Regions from separate parts of the Rattus norvegicus genome. Here region 2 is linked to region 1. A link is a contact called in public HiChIP or PLAC-seq data. All regions are on one chromosome and are shown on one strand. Each heading gives the region's core, a stretch centred on a gene start, on an enhancer-like site or on the middle of the called end of the contact. The rest is flanking DNA. Distances are from core to core; before and after follow the strand shown.

Region 1 (7,677 bases), core at 1,718-4,217:
CTCCAGCCCTCAGCTTTGGCTTTTGAAATTGCTTGCAGTAGATTTAAGCTTAATCCAAACGGTACATAGTTTTATCTTTCCCTTTGCTTTTCTACAGTCCAATCCCCATTTATAAGAATTGCCAGTTGCCTTCTTTGCTTATCGCGGTGATGCAATCTGCCACGAAGGAACCGTTCCGCATTTTTGACTAGGAGAAATGCATAACCCAGACTACTGAAGCAAGGTCTTCCTGGTGCCACAGAGTCTCCTTCTGAGTTCTGGGTGGTAATCTCCAGGCCACCAGCACTGCCCACCTCAGGTCCCTCTGTCCTGGTGCCTACAGACACACTACTTTTCTTAGGCCCTAGCCTCACAACTACTGTAAGATTAGTACTGTTGAATTTTTGCTAATTTCTTGTCTGGGTTTCCTTCAACTCCTTCCACATTGTCTTATCAGACCCTACATAAGGACCCTTGTGTGACAGCCAAGAAATCTTCTTTGACGTGATGAGGACGGCTGCTCTCTCCATGTACTCCAGCCAAGGCCATGCAGAGAAACAGACGCAGAGGCTGCTCGGAGAAGTAGCCCCTACCCATTAAAGCAGACAAGGGGGTCTACGAAAATGTAAAGTGATGCCAATTAGTTAAGGGTTTTAAAAAAACTAATCTTTCCTTAAAAATGCCATTTATGCCTGAACTCATATGCCCACACCCACACAAAGACACACAAATACATAATTAAACAAAAACAAATTGTTTATGCAGTAAAAGGGCTACAGAGATGGTTCAGTGGTTGAGACCACATACTGTACTTGCAGAAGACCTGAGTTCAGTTCCAACGCCCACATAAGTCAGTTCATGCCCTTCTGTAATTCTTAAGTCCTCTTCTGGCCTCTGGAGGGATGTGTACTCATGTGTACTTTCCCACACGTAGACATACACAAAAATTAAAAATAAAACCTTTTTTTAAAAGAAAAAGTCACTTATGGTAATTTATTTAAATGAATCACTCATTTAATGTTTTAGTTTTAAAAGTTTATATGGTACATATGACAAATAGATACTAAAGCCCTCTGATTGTCACTGATCCTCTTTACGGATACACAGGGTACCTAAAGTCGAAACTTGAAGAACAGTCACACAGAAGCTCCAAGTTCCTGGTCTCAGGCCCACCTTCGTTTGGCCCTTCTCTGTGGAACGCAGAATAAGCAGCCCTGGCTAGGTGGTATGAGCATGTGCAGAAACAGCACTCACAGAAATGAGAACAGAGGCTGCTTCTGCTAACAACCCCTGACTTTCCCGTGGGCCCATGGGGGAACTGGAAAGCCGGATGAAAACATGGCATCCGGGTCTTTTGTGCCTTCCTGCTTTCTTCTGGGTCCTCTGCATACCTCTTCAGTTTGGCACGTTAGCTGCTCACAGAGCTCGGTCTAATCTAGCTCATCCCTTTCAAGGCTAAAGGAACAGTGACGTCATTATCCTAATGGAGTTTCGAGAAGAGGAAAACCCTCACAATAATTCCCTTAACCCCTAACTTCCTACCCTGCAGCACTGTGACCCTGGACCCCTATTCCTATATGAAGGCAATTACCCACGAGGGTAAAGATGCCTGTGACCTGAAATAGAAGTAACCATCTCCTGAGAAACACTGGCCCCGCCAGCAATAAGGGCTTCTGCAGTCCTCCCTCCAGAACCAGAGTGGAGACAAGTAGATAACCAGACCACACTGGACCAGGACTGCCCAACTCTGCATACACCTCCTGCCTCCTGCCCCAGTTACAACTTATGCCAAGCACCCTGAGACAGACTTGGAGTCCACAGGACCCAATTTGTTCCCTTTCCTAATGTGGCAGCTCTGACTTTTACCGTTACCCATCTCTTTGCCTGCTATCCTGGGAAGGTGGTCCAGCCTAGGTCCCCAAGGCTGCCTGTGGAACCTGCACTTTTACCCTAAAAATCTGCGCTTTTACTCTAGTTAGGAGACTTGTAAATGCCTGGTCTAGGCCCACAGACCACAGATTCACACTGACACGCTTGATCCTCAATGGACCTGTAAGTAGAACTACACAGAGGCACAAAGACAAAGTGACTTGGCCACAGAGTAAGAACCAGTCTCAGACCAAAGGGATCCAGCCCCACCTCGGTCGGTTGGAATCTGGTCGTTGTTTCTGCCTGTAGTGGGATCCTTGAATGAATGAAGTTTGTGATCGTCTAGTTGCTAGTGGCAAGGACTTTGGATCAGCAATATCTGGTCTGGAGGTTCAGAGGTGGGCTGCACCTGTCTGGAGGATCCCTGCATGCCATCAGTCAGACCAGTGTCAAGGGCTAAGATGACAGCCGCGTTGGCCCACCCTCCATGCAGTGTGACCACATCTCTGCTGAAAACAGCTAGCAAGCATCTTGAGGAGACACAAGATGAGTTACTTGTGACTGAGTGTCAGAACCAGGAAAGGGACACAGTGAGGGGTCACCCTAACAATGGTGCAAGACAAATGGGATTTGGGTGATTAAGACAAGAAGTCGCAGATGAAAAAACAGGAGGGCCCGAGGCAGACAAGGGCAGAGTGAGTGAGCAGCCTCTTGGGAGCTCAGTGCACAGCCGAAGACCTGAAAGGAAGGGCTCTGATGCCGGAGTAGCCAAGTGCTTAGAGAGGAAATTCCATTCTGCCTGGACGAAGGAAAGGAAGCGGTGGAGAAGTCAGGGGTTCTGAGGAGGTTGGAACGTCTTCTGATCAAAGGGAGACATGCCCATACCATAACTGGGCCAGAAGTTTATGGCTCCAGCTTCAAGTATGTGAAAATGATGAAGGGTGTGGGCACTGGGAGCTGAGGAGACGCAGGAGAGGCCTGCGTTAGAAACACCGACTCTCCTCTCTCTGCTGCACAGCTGGAACCTCCCCTGCATGAGCCGGGCTTACTGTGAGGAGAGTAGAAAGCGGTGTGTGGTGCATCCCACTGGCTAGGGCTCCATGGGCGTGGAGCCAAGGTCCGTACTGGAGCAGAGGTGCATCGGCCAGGCAGCCCAGCAGTCAGGATTCCAGGCTGAGTCACATGACTACTGAGACAGCAGACAGCAGTGAGCACGGGTAGAGCTTCGTTACACGTCTACTCCCATCCAGTTACCCAGGAATTTAAAGGTGCGATTCACACCAATAATTCACGATTATTTATCTTATTCACATTAGAGAGAGATCCTGAGGAAGTAGGACCTAAACAGGACAGCTATCCTCCAATGATAGGGTAAAGCCATGTGGAGCACGGACGAGGGTCACAACATGACAGCCCAGGTCACAGGCTCCCCCGGGGGCCAGGTTAACCAGGGGATCCTGTCAGGCAGTGGAAGGGGCTATCGGAACACTTTCCTTATGTCTCAAAACATGAACACAGAGCAGGAGAAAACACTTGTTTGCTTCATTAAATATATGTGCCACTCACTAAACGAATCCCTGTACAATCCCACCATGGCTTCTAAAATGGCACAGACATTTTACCAGTGGTTACATCCCCATACTCCGACTGCTTCATACTCAACTTGTCTCCAAGTTAGCCACTCAGCAGGAAAACAATGCAGTGCAGACACAAGAGACGTGGCGTGAGTCTAACAAAGGAGTGTGACCCCTTTGGTCTGGTCAAGGCACGTGCAAATGAGGGCACATCAGACGTGCAGCAGCAGCACTCGGCCACATTGCACTTTTCTGTTTATTTTCGATGAAAAATCAATTCAACTCTTATTAAATTATGATACGGTTAAGTGGTTTGAATTTCTGACTTGTGGTTTTGTTTTAATATAATTTTAAAATTTGTTTTGACTTTATGGCTGTGTTAAATATGTAAGAACAGGGAGTGTATATTATTTTAAATTTATAAATATTTAAATATTATAATAAAATAAATTCAACCAATGTTGGGGACCTCTGAGAATTGTATTTCTTAGAAATATTCTTTTAGTTTTTATGTTGGAGAAAATGTAACAGTTAAACATAAGAGAAATAAATAGATATACCCCTCTATATATATGTAGATAGATAAATATCCCCTACACACACACACACACACACACACACACGGGGTGGGGGGCAGGGGGTAGGGCACACATCACAGACAAATGGTTGAAGTCTAATAAATGAAGATTCAGCAATGCCCTCACAGCGCCATCTGGTGGATACATTCGAACAAGTCCTCATTTGGGTTGCCCAAGCATTGTCAAGAAAAGGAGCTATCTCTAGGGCCCTCAGAACCAGAGAGCTGGATAAATATTTAACTGGGTATCTACACTCAGTGTGGAGCCTCAAACAAGCACTCCACACTGCCTGAGAGGGCCATTTCATACCTTCTCTATTCTCAGAGGCCTACGGACCTTCTCCCCTCCTTCCCTGCTGATAATCTATGATTCTTACTTGCAAAATAAGAGGCCCAGTGCTCTGCCCACCCCAGCTAACTTCCTGATGCACCTGCACCTCCACCCCTGCCCCTTAGCTGGATGGATACCACAAGTTGATATTGGCATCTATTTTTAAGAGAAAGGCAACTATCTCAATCAACATCCTTCACATCTCTGCCTTCCATCAAATGTAGCTCCCAGCTGCCAGCTCATTCTTCACCACCACCATCAGCAGCACCAACATCAGCACCAGTGCCATTCACCATACAGTTCCAAACAAATTGCCTAAAGCAACCCAAGATCACCACCATCTGGCCTTCACCAACTACCCAGTCTCTATCTCCCTGTGACCTTACATACTCTTACCCAGGTTTTATTCTCATGTCACCTTGTTTTCACGACCTACTTGTCAATTTCAGGCCAGGCTACCTGTCCCCACTTTCCACTTCCCTCTCTACCCTGTAAATTCTAAAACATCGGATCATAAACACAATCTGTGGGTCTTCACTCTCTAGGCCTCTAACTCTGGCCTCTGCTGAGCTTCAGACTCCTGCCCACCTGTTGTGGAGCCATTTCATTCAAATTTTAAAGCTCTATTCTTAAGACTATGGAAGTAAGCAACCCACAAGTCTCAGGAAGTCCCTGAAACTGACCAGATATAAGCATTCCTTCTACCCCAGTAATATTAGATAAATAGTAAGAACTACAGAGGAGATTTGCTGTCAGTGAGGCAGCTTTGAGCTACCTACAAGTCATGCAGAGGATCAGGGTTCTAGCTGGGGTGGGCTTTCAGTGAGGCAGTGTCTTTGAGTTATCCTTGTTCTTATAAGTAACCCTAATGAATCTCATTGGTTCACCAAGTTGGACTTTTGTGTAATCATTTCTTTTGTCTGTCATCAGTTCCTTATCTGGGATAAAAACACATCAGTTATATCTCCAGGAACAGTATCAGACGACATAAATGGTACCTAGTCAGGGATGGATAGAAAACAAAAAAGAGATGGGAATGAGGGTTGCATAGCTCCTCCAATGCAGATCCATGTGAGGGTGGAACATCTGTGAGAGGAATTCTAATATACCTTTCCCTATGTGGTATGGGATGGCATGACCTCTTGCTGTAAGTGGTAGCTGTAGTTTTCATGAGATTTGTGACAGGACATAAAACCAAGGCCAAGCTGTCATATGGTAGATTCTCCATCTTGGTGGAGATTCCCAGAGTAACCATTTTCCTCTGTGGGAATGGGCAGCATCCTTGATGAATGGGGTCTACCTTCTGACTTTGGGATGCCTCCAAAGAGCTGATGGATTAAATAATGTGTTACAGACTCTGAGGTGACATGGAGCAGAAGAGATGATTGACTGGTCATGGTGTCAGTTGTCAGGCCCCTGGTATGAGTTGACAATCATTCAGCTGTTTTCCCAGATAGAACTTGCTAGCTTAAGGGGGACTTAAAATGGGAAAAGAACATGTAGTAATCGCCTGCCTCTATATGTGCCCTATTTTAAATGAGATATAGGTATGGCCTTGCCACCTCTTATGGATGGGTACAAAAATGCAACACATTCTGTTGAAGAGCACCTTGTGGGATCCAAAAAGAGCCTATGGAAGAAGTCAGCTAATGAGGGAGAAGAGAATAAGGTAAAAGTGGTTTTAAAAAACCCTCAGGTCTAACCATTAACATAGGAAAAGAGAATCCACGGCTCAAGATGTGCATGGGGTCCTTTAAAACGCCCCATGCAGCGGGTGGTGGTGACGCACGCCTGTAATCCCAGCACCCAGGAGGCAGAGGCAGGGGGGTCTCTGAGATTGAGGTCAGCCTGGTCTACAAAGTGAGTTCCAGGACAGTCACAGCTACAGAGACCGTGATAACCAGGAAGTACCTGCCGCTCAGCTTCTTGAACAGGGAAAGATTTCTACACAGGCCGTAAGGAGGGCCTGTCCCGGCCTGGCCTGTCATGGCCTGACCTGTGAGGCTGGGGGGCATGAAGGCAGATGGCATCATTCTGAGTGCTGTGGCAATGAGAAGTTAAGCTGGGAACCAGAGTTGTCAACATGAGGGAAACCAACGTCTGATGGATTGGCTCACAGGAACCATTAGAACTCAAGGTTTTCACAGGTGAGGTCCTCATGAACATGAGGGACTGGAAGATGACAAAAGGGCAGGTGTCAGTCACTGAGAGAATCAGCTCGGGAGAGAGGGCTGATGCCTGGCTCACCGGGCCTGGCAGACCTGTTTACCCAAAGTTAAAAAAGAGACTGACTCAACGGGGACCCCAGGAAGAGCAGGGGGCTTTGGTGGCTTTGCTGAGCTCCAACGTGACCTTTATGATGTAAGAGAGGCTCTAAGATCTGAACACAGCCAACATGTAAACTGGGTTCATAAAACACAACAGCGAAATCAACAGAGACGATGAAAAAAAGGAGGCAAAATGGAGAGGGGATTTGCATGAATGGTAGCAAGATTTGTGTTAGCCAAATGCTGTGCTACTGGGCTTCTAAAAGCCTTCAGAGCCTGAGCAAAGTTCAGGCTAAATAATAGGTTAAATAATAAATGACAGAGACAGACCTGGGGTGAGCGGAGTACACGGTATTAATGTGCTAAGGTGCAGAAATATTACCTAGTCCAGGCTGGTGAGAGGCACAGCATGGGTCACAGTGCCATGCTGCAGCCTATCGGAGCCTGGGAGCCGGTTCAGGCAGCAGGCACAGAGTGCAACCCTTTGCTGCACTAAGCCCTAAGTTGGCCACACCGACAACAGCACAGGTAAAGAGATGAACAGCAGCCCTGTGACAGCAGGGTGTGAGGCGGGATGGCTCGAGGGTAATGTCTACAGATTACAGAGGACTAAAGGGATAGTGTCTCCCATCCGCACCACTATACCTAACACTGTGTGTGTTTGTTACTTAAGACAGAGTTTCTCTGTGAAACTGCCCTGGCTGTCCTAGAACTCACTGACCAATCTGGCATCAAACTCAGAGATCTGCCAGCCTCTGCCTCCTGAGTGCTGGGATTGAAAATATGCACCACCATGCCCAGCTTCTAACATTGTACTTTTGAAGAAGTAAGTTATAAATGGGATGAGATCTTTTCGTGCTGTATCAGATCGTGTTAAGGCTCCTTTTCTAGTGTGCCCTTAGCCGCTCAGGACCACTGGCACTGCTTGAAATGGATGCCAATGGTCCTTCCAGAGGCTCTGACCACACTCTGTAGAAAGGTTTCGTTATAGAGTGCCAACTCTCGGGTGTCTTCAGATTTATACAAGCGTGCGGGAGAACAGTTAAGGCAGCTCTTGAGCTAACATGGGAGCATCCTGCA
Region 2 (7,677 bases), core at 3,559-6,058, 530 kb before region 1:
AGCTTCAGCTTTTCACTACTTACAGTTCTGGTTGGCAAGTACGCCATAGAATCAAGATAGTAAGATCAACATCCTGCTCTGAACATGGAGTGTTCACATGTATACACAATATCTATGCATTTATTCCTCTGCTCCAACTACTCGTCTCTTCAGGTTTTTCTATTTTATTTTATGTAATATGCTAGTGGTTTATCCTAGGGCCCTGGGCAAACTCCATGATTGAACTGTCACAGTCCCTTTTTAATAGATTTTTAATTGCCTTTTCAGAAATATTTTGTGGCTATATGGGTGGATGGATACATTTAAAGGACACACAATAATTGAATCTTTTACAGCTTTATTTATTTATGGGTGTTTTGGCTACATTTATGTCTGTGCTTAGTGCCCACGGAAGCCAGAAGAGGAAGTCAGATTTGCTAGAACTGGCATCTGGCACGTTAGACAGTTGTAAGCTGACGTGTGGGAGCTAAGAGTCAAATGGAGGTCGTCTGGAAGAGCAGCATTTAACCATAGGACCAGCTTTCCAGCCCTCTTTCACACCCTCTATTAACCAGTAGATAGCTTAGCTTAGCTCTTTTCTTTTTTTTTTTTTTCTTTTTTTTTTTTTTTTTACTTTTTGCTTATTTGTGATCTTAATCATATAAAAAAAATAAGCTATAGTTTGAAATTTAGGACATATGAGTTAATAAAAGAAATTTGAAGAAAAGTACAACATTTAGGGTCTTATTAATCTGATAGTTTTCTTTGAAGCAAAAGATACTCATTTAGCATTTTATTTTAAGAAATATAAACCAATGTAAGTGATGCTGGGTTGAGCGTTGACTTCACCCTTTCCCTGCAGTTCATTAATGGTGCTAAGGAAATTTGCTATGCTCTTCGGGCTGAAGGATACTGGGCTGACTTCATTGACCCGTCGTCTGGTTTGGCAGTAAGTATATATATTTTGAAAGCCATATTATATGGAGTAGATGCAGTTCTTATTATAAAATTATAACTTATTAAAAAATTGTAAATGTTTTGGCCAATCCATCTAGACTTTTTACAACTCAAAATATTATCCAAAGTATAGGAAATAAGTCCATTGGTTTCACTATTATAGGAGACATATACAGCATTGTTTTTGTTAATGAGGTGTGTGTGTGTGTGTGTGTGTGTGTGTGTGTGTGTGTTTACTCTGTAAGCTGAAGCTTAGAAAGAACTGTGGTCTAGTCTAGTTCCTTAAAGGACTAAAATAAGTTGAAGTTAAGAAAATATAAAGTGCAAAAAATTAGAGAAGTGACTTTTTGGAAGTTTATATACAGTTGTGGTTATGTACTTCAATCACAAGAAGTAATAAATTTATTTTTTAATTTTAAGATAGAAATACATACTTTCTGAAGTACATACTCAGTCAAGTACAGTGTCATGTAGACTAAAAGACTTTATCTTCCTTTAGTTCCCTTTCATATTTCATTATCTTTAAGGTTTGTATAATGCTATACATCCACTTCTAGGAAGCTTGAAATTTACTAAATGATGCATTTTCCATTTCCAGCATGCATAAGAACTGGGAAGGGTGGGTTAGAATAGTTTGGGTTTGCAGGTCACTTTTTATTAGCTAAAAAATACATTGAAACAGATGAACATTTGCATTCACATAAATTTTCTTACAGTATCTTTCTAATGAAGACATTACTTCATTTCTTATTTCCTCCAGTTTTTTGGACCATATACAAACAACACACTTTTTGAAACAGATGAACGGTACCGGCATTTAGGATTCTCTGTTGATGACCTTGGCTGCTGTAAGGTGATCCGTCATGGTCTCTGGGGCACTCATGTGGTTGTGGGAAGTATCTTCACTAATGCAACAGCAGACAGCCATATCATGAGGAAGCTCAGTGGGGACTAGCAGGTGACACTGTGACAATTGCAGCACTGTCTGTCCGCAACGGATTGCTCTATCATGGACCGCAGCTTCTAGACGATTCTTGTTTCTAGGTATTTATTTCATCATTTATGGGTTTACAGGGACAGGTGACTTGGGGTTTCAAAATTGCAAATGCTAGTTCATATTCTGGAACATTGAACACATCCATATTATGAAAAATGAGATCATCAACTTGTAACCAGGGTATGTGTGGTCTTTTAGTGTTAATTCTCCCCTTTATTGGGAAAATTTTAATTATTTTTTCCAAAAATAAATCATACATTTGTCTATGACTGCTTGTGTCTTTTCATTGCAATAGCTTAAATACTGCAGCCATTTAGCATGTTAAAGAAGCTACAATATTAAATTTTAAGTTGTTTTTAGTACCATTCATAATTCTGGATTCACTGAAGACTTTAGCCTTCTAATATTTTTTAACTGCTAATCAAACTGACCCTAGTTTATTACTTTGAAACGATGTTATCAGGAAAAATAATAGTAAAAGTAGTACATCTTTTATGTATAAAAGTGTGTCAGTTTCATTCTTAGACTAAAACCAATTCTTTACCCTGTAGTTGAGACAGTTAAATATAATTTATTTTCAGGTAAATTGATACCCGGGCTCCAGTCACATCCCTAACTTCATCACTCCAGAGGTGTCTCATTCTCTGTTACTCTGCAGCACTTATTACATGGAATAAAGTCTAAATGAATCATCTTCCGTCACTGAGGCTTATACCAATAAATGACGTGTTGATGCTAACAGTAGGAAACGGTTAGTTCTTCGGTACTGTAATGTAGGAAAATGCTTCAGGTATCCATTTCATCTCACACAAGGCCACACGAACATGAAATGTTTAATATTACCTGACTAAATGTAGCACAGCTAACCTAAGACCTAGCACAGGAACATAGCTGTGATTCTTTTATTTATAGATGTCTATTCACTCTTAATGGCAAACACTAGGTCTACTAAGTGTCTGAAGGGTTGGGGAATTTAGTAAACAAACAGGAATTGTACTCTGCATGCTTCAAATGCCTTTTAAAGTTTACTAAAATATATATCTTTACAATTTTAATTAATACATAACTGAAAATTCAACTGTAGGATGCTGCACTTCAAACAGAAGTTCTCTCACTTCAAGTTTAAAGCATGTTTGTCTTTGTTGGCCTTCTATCACTTTGAACACTGACTGAATCCTCATACTTGAATGAAAGTGCTTTTCTCTCAGGGCTGATCCTGTTATTGTTTCAAGTAGAGCGTGCCCACCGCTATACTGCTTACACTTTGAAGGCGCCTCTTTACTGGGGACCCGTGCAATACAGTGTATGGTTTGTTGAGCGTCACCCTGGCCTCTGCTTAGATAGAGTTGCAAACCCCTGATGGGAACAAAATTTTCCAAACACAGCATAATTGTATTAAGGGACAGCGCTTTCCTTGTTGTAGTCAGGCATAGCTAAGTATAACAGCGTATCTCACAGCTCTGCCTGATCTCGAGAACCTTATACCACAGCTCCAGCTATGTAGTTGAGTTACCCTAAGATACTATTTCATAATTTGCCTCCACATTGACAGATTAATCATTAACCCAAGGAGGTTTGAGCATCAGTGTTTTGTTTTGTTTTAGCTTTCAGCTTTCTGGGCATAGGTGTTGAACTATTACTGTGTTCTAAAATACAGCAATAGTGGGTGAAGGGTGTTTAAGGAAGTAAGAGGAGAATGCTATGGATTGACTGTATTAAAGACAAATACAAAATGAGAGCTCTAGGATTTTACATTAAGAACGACCTTATCATATCCGAATCAGTTCACGGACTTCCACAGTATTTAACCTTCCCGGCCACTATACCCCTTGCTGATCTTTTCTCCTACCCTATGTTGGATAGTAATTGGTCAACTGTACATTATTTTGAACTTTATCTTTTCTTTCTCTTATAATGCATAGTCCTTGATTAACATATAATTTTGCTCTATACAAAAAAAAAAACAATTTTTTGAGGTTTTGGTTTTGGTTGGTCTTAAATTTTACTTCTCATATCTGAAAAATAAAACTCAATTTTGTACTAAAACAGCACTGAACCCCCTTTCTTCACAGTTGGATATTTTAAACTTTAGAAAGTTTTCTGTCTCCTTTCTTGATGTCAGTAGTACATCTGTAAGTTATACCAGTTATAAGGACTGAAAATAAGGCTTCAAGCAGTTTGCTCCAAATCACTCCTGGAGGTTATCATCATCTCATACCACATCCTCACTCCCTCAGAGAGCACAGGAGCTACTTGGTTCATTGATGGCTAACGTAGTAGAATGGTGAGAAGGATGGTTTTTTTCGGGGAGTGCTGTAGGCTAGCAGATAGAGGAAAGGATAGGTCGTCACATGTACCTTCCACCATGCACACAGATTACTTCCAAATACATTGTAGGTCTACACATGAACAAGTAAGGCTTTCATGATTACTTTTGTGAACTTAAAAATAGGCCAAAAAAAAAAATTCTATGCAACAATAGTGCAAGGGAAATTTGATAAATCTGATTGTAATAAAATAAGGCTTTGATCAAAAACCATGAAGAACACACAACTGAGAGTTGAAGGTTACACACACACATGTACACACAGGTTGAGCAGTATACATAGCAAACAAAAGATTGGTGTTCATAATAACAAAGAAGCCCTAAAATTGGTAAGCAAAAACAACAGTAAAAATTTTACAAAGAAAGATAACCAAATGGCCAATATGTGGGCTGCTCCATAAATCATCAGGAATACAATTAAATCCACAGTACTGTATTACATATCTCCAGAATGGCTAAAATGAAAAGTGATACCAAAACTGAGTTACACTCGGGGGCGAGCCATGCCCCAGCAGACTAACTGCGTGTACTCTGACAGCTATGTTGGTGCTTTCATTACGTAAGTCTCCAGCTCTCGTACAGCTGCATACCCATCAGCACTGGGCGGAATGAGTCTGCATGGCCAACTCACATAAACACCACGATAAGTAAAACAATGCAGAAATGTGTATGTCTCTAGCAACGAAGGGGAAGAAAAGACATGAGAGAATTCCAGAGCAGCAGCCGGTGCCGAGGCAGCGGATACCCAGGAAGGGGAGGCAGTGGATCTAGAGTATACGCAAGGCTCCTGTAAATTTAAAGGCTCACTGTAGCTGGTAGAACCTTTCCGAGGCAAGTCCTAGTGAAAGAAGTTAAGTCACTGGGGGCATGGCCCCTTCATCTCTACCTCTGGCCACGTGAAAAATGAACTCCCTGTGTCCCTTGACCCCATGATAGACAGCACTGCTAAAAGCCGTACAGATGGACCACCGAGCTGGCTCTCACTGCCCAACGGAACCTTTCCTTCTTTACAGTGACCAGCGTGCTAATGTTGTTTTCCATAGACGAAACTAACTAGCACAAAACAGAAAAAGGGTTCTGGGATGTTGGTAATGTTCTCTTTTCTAAATTTGGGTGTCTGCTTAATTGTGCAAACTTGCATGCACTTTATTTTGATATAATGGTGTAATTAAAAGGGGCTTAAAGTGCAACCAAATCTGTTCTTTAAACCATGATAGAAACGTTTTAAAAATTCTAGTTCCAGCAAAGGAACTTTAACTAATTCACTTCTTCCAAAGACTCTTAAGCTTTACAGTTAACTCATAGAATTTTAAAACCAAATTAGGAGTTTCTTTTATGCACTGATGCTGATATTAAAATATCAAATTTGTAAAACATTCAAATGTTACTTACAGTGTGTACTGGACATGCTTTATTTTTTTTTTTGTCTCTAAGACATGACTAATGCTTGTAAATATTTTATAAGATTCCCAAGACCCTCATAGCCTTTAGATAGTTAAATTATTCTCTGCCAGGATTCCCAATGCTGTTATCCTTGTGGATTCCCCTGGGAACAGACCACAGTTCCTTCTATTTTGTTAACTCTGTGGATGCTGGACATGTTCACAGTCTTTAGTGTATTCATATAAAGTAATAGTAATAAAAAAAAAAGCACTTTGCTCTCCTGTACCATAAAAATTTTTTTACTGTAGTAATATAAGTAAAATGTGATACAGTGTAAGATCGTGGTGTTTGGGTCTGCTTTGATCTCTTTGTTCAGTATAAAATGTTCTAACCACTTTAATTTGGCTTTATATATGGTTACGTACATTTAAGTTACTGCTTACATTGTGCAGAAAGATTTTGTGACCCTTTATCAATACAAAAATAGTCATTAAGCTTGTTAGACTCTGGTTTAAATCTCTGCCCTATTTTGTAACTGTATAGACCATTTTGCTAAAATTGTAGCTTGAGTGGTCTTGAATGACATAAAGCCATCATTGTCACAGGCGTTTTGTCACTGGAAGATTGCTTGACTGAATTCATGTTTGCTAATGCTTGACATAAATGTTTAGTAAACTTAAGAATGGTTCAGAATCATACTTGGAGATTAAATGGGGTCAAACTGGACCTTTGTCCTGGACTATAGTAATCTAATAGCTAGGTGTCGGGAGAGCTCCCTTTAGCCCAGGTCAGCTCAGCCAATAGGTTATAATTGTTGCACTGGGATTTTGTTCTTGTTTTGTTTTTTCAACAGAGTTAAAATACAGTATCTCCTGAAATATGCTGCCTGGCTCCTAAATATGTTATCTGGTTCTGAAATGTAGAATTATTCCACTATCTTCTATTTTGCTAACTCTGTTGACCTTATATGAATGACAATGGTCGCTATTCAAACAGAAGTTATATTCAATAATAAGATCATGAAAAACTTGGAGATGCTGAACATTGTTTTGAAATAGTAATACTTAGGGAAACTGAAAGGTGCGTCAGGGTTGAGTACATGGAAAACAGGTGCTTTGAGCATAAAGATCACCTCCCTGGCTCTGCATGAGTTTGGCTGGGGATTTTGCCCTTGGGTGTTCTTTGTTCCTGCCCATTGACTGCTAGCATCTCTCCTGTGACTAAGAGACTCAAAATTAAAATCAGCAATATTTTTAGAAGAGTGTTGTTTTCTATATTCCTACTTGACTGCAAAGGGCAGAAGAACCATTCGTCACAGAGATATGCTTTTACTTACCCTGGTTTAAATTCATTTTTTTCCAAAATTATAAACTCAAATGTCACACTGTCTTAATTGACAATGGAAGGATCATTGGGATTCAAAGCGAGTTAAATTATGTGTATGGTCACAGAAAGGAGACATGGGTTCAGCACTGAGCAAACCAGCTGGGAAAGAGAAGGGAACCTATGTTTATTGCCACATAAATAAGTTACAGTAATAAGATTTGTCCTGTATTAAGCCTGGGTAAGTTAAAATGCCTCCTCAGAGTCAAGTGGTAACTCATGAGAAATAAATTAACTCTCCCGGGACACTGGAACATGAATTAGTGACCTGGAAGAGGCAATTAATCTTAAGCAGATGACCACTTGGCTTTTAGACTGCTCTCCATAGTGTCCTTCGAATCAAGTGAACACCAACCCACAGTGTAATTTTATGCACATACCCAAACTCAACTTTGATTCAAGAGGCAAAAATCCTTTTAACATATTAGAAAACAAATTTTGATAAGACTACTAATATATACCTTCCAGCAAATTAGAGATGAGACAACGAAACAAAATAACATTCAGGGTATAAGACACCCTGGCCTACTTCTCAATCCTTTTCTGTATTTCAAGTTCATGTAGAAAACACGTTAAAGGTTCTATACAGGCTCAAGCTGATAGCCACACTTCTGACACTGAGTTGCAAGAACTGATACAAAGTCCAAAACAG

The links. HiChIP or PLAC-seq counts read pairs in DNA pulled down with a chosen protein or histone mark.
Region 2: a contact with region 1 is called in an H3K27ac HiChIP or PLAC-seq map of oligodendrocytes, with 19 times the contacts expected there. The contact joins two enhancer-like sites. A contact is called at or near these places in 10 of 12 Hi-C or Micro-C datasets (the A7r5 cell line, Schwann cells, frontal cortex and 6 more) and 1 of 1 datasets of contacts at active chromatin or transcription factors (oligodendrocytes).

Annotation. Positions count from the first base shown.
Region 1 is chr3:54,581,106-54,588,782 of GRCr8, reverse strand. The region is part of intron 25 of Kif5c (kinesin family member 5C); the gene reads right to left. Among named protein-coding and RNA genes, the nearest start is that of Lypd6b, 23 kb to the left of the region's middle. Within about 2 kb of position 2,967, at least 6 of the 93 cell types and tissues checked have an H3K27ac peak or open chromatin away from gene starts, as enhancers often do.
Region 2 is chr3:55,112,357-55,120,033 of GRCr8, reverse strand. Mmadhc (metabolism of cobalamin associated D) reads left to right here. Exons shown (of 8, transcript NM_001004280.1): 7 at 842-928; 8 at 1,697-2,202. The coding sequence ends at 1,891. Among named protein-coding and RNA genes, the nearest start is that of Mmadhc, 20 kb to the left of the region's middle. Within about 2 kb of position 4,808, at least 2 of the 93 cell types and tissues checked have an H3K27ac peak or open chromatin away from gene starts, as enhancers often do.